Linked DNA regions of Pan troglodytes: region 1 is linked to region 2. Evidence: chromatin contacts called from public Hi-C data. All regions are on one chromosome and are shown on one strand. The core of a region is the stretch at or near the end of the contact, and the rest is flanking DNA. Distances in the headings are between cores, read along the strand shown. Region 1 holds the start of SAMD4A (sterile alpha motif domain containing 4A). Region 2 has its middle 30 kb from the start of CDKN3.

What was found. Hi-C and Micro-C count contacts between places; a contact is called where the count stands out from the background.
Region 1: a contact with region 2 is called in a Hi-C map of induced pluripotent stem cells, with 2.8 times the contacts expected there. The contact joins the promoter of SAMD4A here to the enhancer-like site in region 2. A contact is called at or near these places in 2 of 7 Hi-C or Micro-C datasets (induced pluripotent stem cells and stem cell-derived neural progenitor cells) and 1 of 1 datasets of contacts at active chromatin or transcription factors (stem cell-derived excitatory neurons).

What each region holds. Positions count from the first base shown.
Region 1 is chr15:52,559,044-52,562,015 of NHGRI_mPanTro3-v2.0_pri, reverse strand. It overlaps SAMD4A (sterile alpha motif domain containing 4A), which reads right to left and starts at 1,314. Exons shown (of 13, transcript XM_063792916.1): 1 at 1,223-1,314; 2 at 1-44.
Region 2 is chr15:52,361,300-52,364,437 of NHGRI_mPanTro3-v2.0_pri, reverse strand. No RefSeq gene overlaps it. Among named protein-coding and RNA genes, the nearest start is that of CDKN3, 30 kb to the left of the region's middle. Within about 2 kb of position 1,652, at least 7 of the 24 cell types and tissues checked have an H3K27ac peak or open chromatin away from gene starts, as enhancers often do. A contact at or near this core is called in induced pluripotent stem cells, where this site is marked.

The DNA of each region.
Region 1 (2,972 bases), core at 65-2,564, 200 kb before region 2:
CAACTCGGACCCTTCACGCCCGCATTCCCGAGCGGCGATCACCACTGGAAGGAGAGAAAGAGCTGCAGTGAGACCTCGGCTAGCGGAGGAGCGCGCCCTGGGGGGACGAGGGCATCAGAGGGTGCTGGGGCCAGGGGAGGGGGCGTCCCGCGGAAGGTTGGGTTCGCCGAAATCCAGCCGCCCCCTCCGCACCCGATGCGGGAGATGGGCTATTGCCCACCGGATAACAGCGAGAAGCCTGCTTCCCAGGTGCGGGAGGAGACCCCGCGGCTTCCTGTTGCTGCCGCTGCCAGCGGCTGGTGCTCCCCTCACGGCCCGCCTGGGGTGGCCTCGGGCGCCGTGCCTAAGAACGCCAGCACCAGCAACAGATCTTCCCCGCGCAGAAAACTTGCAATGCGGCTGCGAAGGGGCGCGGGGGTGGGGGTGGGAGCTAATGCAAAGCAGAGGCGGAGGCAGCGGCAGCCCGAGTTCCTTCCTCCTCCTCTTACTCCTCCTCCTCCTCCCAGAGAAGCAGCCGAGCGGCTGCAGCTCCATCTACAGCAACAGCCAGCATCTCCACCGCCAGGCGCCCCTCTGGATTTAGGCCGTGAGCAGCCGCGGCAGCAGCTCGAGACAAAAATAAACTCTCTCCACCCAAAGCTCCGCGCCCAGCGGGCGGCGGCGCAACCCAGAGCCCCGGCTCCCCCGCGCCGCGCCGCGCCAGCCCACCCGGGAGGTCTCCCTGGGCCTGCTCCGGCCGGAGCGGTCACTGTGCGCGCGCGTGTGCGTGTGTGTGTGCGCGCGTGTGTGGCAGGCATCCTGCCGCCGCCGCCGCCTACGGGCGGGTCTGTCCAGCCCGGAGCCTCGCCCGCGCGTCGCAGGCCGAGGGCGGCACAGCGCTGGGCACACGCCCCGCGCGGGGACGGCCAGGGTCCGCAGCGCTGCTCCCTTCGGCCGGCGGGGCGGCCCCGCGGGGAATGCGGATCGGCGCCGCAGGCACACGCCCCCCAACGACAGCAAAGAAAGTTCGGCTGCGGGGGTTCCCCCAGTCCCATCCCGGTTCTCGTGGCCGCCGCCGGCGGGGAGGAGAACCCAGCGACTCAGCCTTCAAGGAGCCGCTAGCTTCCAACAACACGCTGCTTCCGGCTCCCAGAACTTCTCGGACGGAGGGGGAAGCCCCCGGGGAGGGGACCCCAGTGACCCGCGGGTCCCCCGCCGAGGGCCGTAGGGAGGGAGCTCTCACCTCGGCGCGGCTCATCCCGGCGGCTCGGGGGCCCTTGCGCGGGTCCGGGGCCGCGGCGGCTCTCAGCGGGGTTGGGGGCGCCCGGAGCGCCGGCCGCGGGCCATGCCGTCGGGGCGGGCGGCGCGGGGAGAGTGCGGTGCTTCGAGTCGGGGCCGCTGCAGCCGCCGCTGCTGCTGCCTCCAGTGTCGGCTCGCGGAGGACTGAGCCGCCCGAGCCGGAGCTCCCCACATGCTACTGATTAACATACACCATTACATCATGGGCTTGGCAGGGAGCGCCCGAGCGGGGGGAGAGGAACCCGGGCGGCGGCGACGGCACGCGGGGGGAACTGGGGGGGAGGAACCCCGGACCCGGAGCAGGGCGGGGGGACGGATTCCTAAGTGGGGACCAGAAAAAGGGGAGGGGAGCGGAGTGGGAGGAGCTGGTGGCGCAGAGGGGTCGGGTAGAAGGAACCTCCGAGAGGAACGAAGAAGTTCGGGGAAAAGGACGGGTCCGGGTGAATTTCTTCCTGCGGCCGCCTGCGTGTTCTGGAGGGGCCGGGACACTCAAGCCACTGGAGCCCCGGCAGAAAGGGACCCGAGGGCGCTCGGGCGGGGGCGGTGCTGCCACCCGCTGCTTGTCCTTGGGAATGTGGTTCGTCCGCTCGGCTGACCCTCGGCCCTTCTGGGGCCCCGGGGTGGCCGAGCTGTTTGGCCCCCGGGCGGTGAGACCCGAGGTCACTGCCGCACTTGCTGGGATGGGTTCCGGGGGTCGTGGAGGCGAAGGGCTCACGAGGCTGAGGGGCAGTGCACAGGGTTGGACGTGCCCAGGCGCTACGCTCCGTGCCGCTCTAGTCCAAGGGCCTGGCCCGGGTCGGGTGCCGGATGCCCTTTGCTCTGGCGCAGGCTCCTAGAGGCCGGCCCGGCGCCTGGCTGAGTCCCGCTCTTCCCCGGGGAAGTGGCCGAACTCCTGAGACCGGTCGGGGGAGCTGTGCCTGGCGCGCGGGCTGCGGCTTCTGGCCTGGAGCGGAGGCGAGCGCCGCCCTGGGCGACAAAGAGGCGGGGCGAGGCCACCTGTCGGCGCTCAGGCGTCGCCAGGCCTCGCAACCTTCACCTGGATCTGGAGAGTGCGCAGGGCCGCGGCCACACGGGGGCTTCAGGTCCTTGCCGCGCGAGAGGCGAGGAGGGCGCAGCGCAGAGGCTGAGTGGCGCAGGGTGGGCTGCGAAAGTGCCTCTGCTAGTCTTGAAAGTAAAGGTTTGGTTAAAAATACCCTAAACCCTAAAAACCTCTGTACCTCCTGATATGGGTTGAATATTCGCAAGGAGGACTGGATGACTAAATCTGGGCTATCTCCGTGATTTCAGAGGAAACACTGCTCCCTCCAGCAACTTGAGGCTTTGTTTATACGGGAGTAATTCTGAGAAGGCAGTGAAACGCGTGTTTCAGACCCAGCCTTTCCTACTCCTGCTAATCCACTGTTTTGAAGAGAAAGTATCTGAGATATTATTCCACTAATTAACACTTTTGTTTTCCAACTCCAGCATATGTCCCTGGAATTTCAATGCTTTCTTCCCTTCCTCCTCAAATTTAGTTTCTGCAGCGTATAGTTCGTTTCAGACACGTGATAGCACCTAACCATCTGTTAGGGTTTTTGAAAGGTCTTGTTGAGGTCGAGCTGCAAAAATGTGGATTTTTTAAAAGTTAATTATTAACCAGACAGGTAAGGTATCCGCTTAATTTAATGAATATTTTGCCCTATTTAGAAAACAGG
Region 2 (3,138 bases), core at 403-2,902:
TGCTGTGATGTAGCTTGCCACTCCCCATAAAGAGGTGGAGTCCAATACTCTCTTCCTAAACATGGGCTGGCCCTAGTGACTAGTTCACCTAGTAGAATGCAGCACAAAGGACAATTAATAGGATCGATAAATTTTCATACCCGCGTAACCAGCACCCAGATCAAGAAATGGAACATTCCCAGCACCCAGAGCCTCCTTTGTGTCCCCATCCACTAGCCCCTTCCCAGGGTAACATCTTTTCTCTCCTGATGCCATGGCTTAATTTCGCTTGTTTGCGAATTCTATCTAAATGGAATCTTTTGTGTCTGGCTTCTTTTGCTTGACTTTATGTTTGTGAGATTCATTCATGTTATTGTGTGTGGTTGTACTTATTTGTTCTCATGGCAGTATTCCATTGTATGAATATATCATAAGTTATTCATCCAATCTACTGTTGGGTCATTTCCAGTTTGGGGCTATTATGAAGTGCTGCTATAAACATTCTTTTCTATGTCTTTTGGTAAACATGTTGTATACATTGCTGTTGGGTATATAACAGGAGTGGAAGTGCGTATGTTCATCTTTTAGTCGATACTGCCAAACAGTTTTCCAAAGAGCTTATATGAATTCACATTCCCACTAGCACTGTGTTATAATTCTAGCTCAACATCTTTGCCTGTGTAGTGTCTGTGTTATCACTTTAGCTATTTAGTGAGTGAGCTATTTCAAAGCAGCATTTAATTTCAAATGGTTGAAAGACTAACCAGTTGAATATTAGAATCAGTAGATAACATTCTTTAAGAGATAGCAAAAGCCCATAATTTTTAGGACCTTTTAGAAAATGTTTCTATATTACATGTTAATTAACCATGTGTAAATATTTTGCTGCATTATTTTATAAATGCACATATAATTGCAATGTATATATTTTGGGAGTATGTGCCTACTCTAGACCATACTAATATAAACTGAGTGGCTCCAAATTAAGAAGGTTCTCTAATTTAGACATAACATCAGTGAGTACCTCACACTCTGATGAAAGAAATATTACCTGAGTTTTCCAAACATCACAGATTGGGAATGAAATTAAAGTCACAGTTATTATCCTTTACAAAATATTATTTCTCTGGTTCTTCCTCTCTTCACTGTGTGAAACTGCAGTCTCTCTACTCCTCATAATAGTTCAGTGAGTCCTCCAGGATGGCCTCTGTATCCTCTAAGATATAAGAGCAAGGCACCGACCATCTTCTGGCTCTCCTTTGCTGGGGTAAAGTCTCAGATCACTGCCCAAGCCCACCAATGTCCCACTCTACTGCAATGCCAGCTGCACCTTCTCTGTTGCTGCTGATATTGCTGGCACAGGATTTTGCTAATCCTTGCAACTTCAAGGTCCTGCGGAAATTTTAACAAAACAGCTCTTTTTAGTTTCATCTGCTTTTAAGATCCATGGCACCTGGATCAGAGGGCGCTGGGGCTGACCACCACTGGGAGGCACCAAGACTCGTCCCTCCCCTCTGGCCCTGTCTTGATGTCACTGAACTCAATTTGTGTGCTTTGACTTTCTCTTCCCTTAGGGTGAGTTACTTCCCAGGAGTCCTCTGGCCTCTCCTGTAAACAATCCTAGCAAGATTATCTCACCCTCTGCTAGCTGTGCTCAGGCCTGGGTGAGTCCTGAGAGCTTGGTCTCAAGCTGAGGCTGACCGTGTGTCCTCATCGGCATAGGTTAGTCCTGGTTTGTGACTGTCGTACTGGCATAATTATTAACAGCTCTCCCTTTCACTCTTGCAAGCCTCCTGCTTTGAATGGTTAATTATACAGGGTCACCCTCTCTCAAGCCATCTTTAGGAAAATGTTATAGAAGTAAAACAATCAACAACACGTTTTAAAATAGTCAAGAAATACACTATGTAGAGAAGAATTTTGACCTCGGATGGCTGGAGTGAGCATTGCAGTAATCTCCTAGCCTGTGGGTCTTGCCTTGCCTCTCAGCCCCTAGCTGGCAGCTACTTGGCTCCATCTAGAGGCTCTGCTCTGCTCTGGCCGAAGACTATTTCTTCCTTTCTCCTGTGGTTGAAAGAGATCACAAGATATCACAAGGGGGGATTGAAGGAGCTGGGGTAGGATGCTCTGAAACCCAGCCAGAGGTTAAATCATTGTGGTGGTGGGTCCTCCCCATACCCTCGTGCCCAGTTTTCCTAACCTGGCTTTGGCTGTATTCCTGAGACAGTTTCTGTTTCATTTGTTTCCTAGTTCCTAATGGGCCCTAAGAGTCTCTTGCTATTTCCTCCAATCCTTGGCCTGCCTTGGACCTGGACTCTGGCTCCTGACCTCAGTGACACAGGATCTGCCATCCACTGCATCTCTCTTCACATGGCCTGCCTTACCCCGTTGTCTCTCCCCCTTCCCCAAAGTGCAGTTTGCTCTTCTTGGAAGCCATGCTGTAATCTCTCGTACTTGCATGTGGGGTTTCCACCAGGAAGGCAAGGTGCTCTAGCAGAAAGGAAAAGGGCTCTGAACTCAAAAGACCGGATTCAAGTCCTATTTCAGCAATTAGCCACGTGTCCTTGGATAAATCACCGAGATACTTAACCTGAATGATAATTCCCTCATCTGTGGCAGGTAGAATGAAATTGCCACTTGAAAATGGAAGAACTGACTTCTGAACTCAGAGGATTTCCTGCTGAGTTTGGTATCAATCAGTTGACTGGGGCTGGGTTAATCTTTGGGGAAGTCAGATTTCTGAACTTGAGGAACTAAGGCTGTATGTCAAGGATGCTGGGATAATCAGCTTGGAACCAACATGATTCCCAACTTAATTTTAGGGGAAAGTTCAGCCAGCTTCGGAAGCTGGGCTATTCACCTACCCAACTGCTCCAAGCCCAGACAGGTCTTGAATCAGACAACTCTCACAGGAGAGTGTAACTGGCATCTTTTCCCCATCTCATCTTGTTGGTTTTGGTAATGAGATGAGATTGGGTAGTTCAATTTGCCAGGAATGGAGAACGGCCTGATACTCTTAAATCTCTATCTTTCAGGAATACTTAGTTCATTTTATCTTATTTTATTATTTTTTGAGACAGGGTCTTGCTCTGTCATCCAGGCTGGAGTGCAGTGGCATAATCATGACTCACTGCAGCTTCAACCTCCCAATCTCAAGCG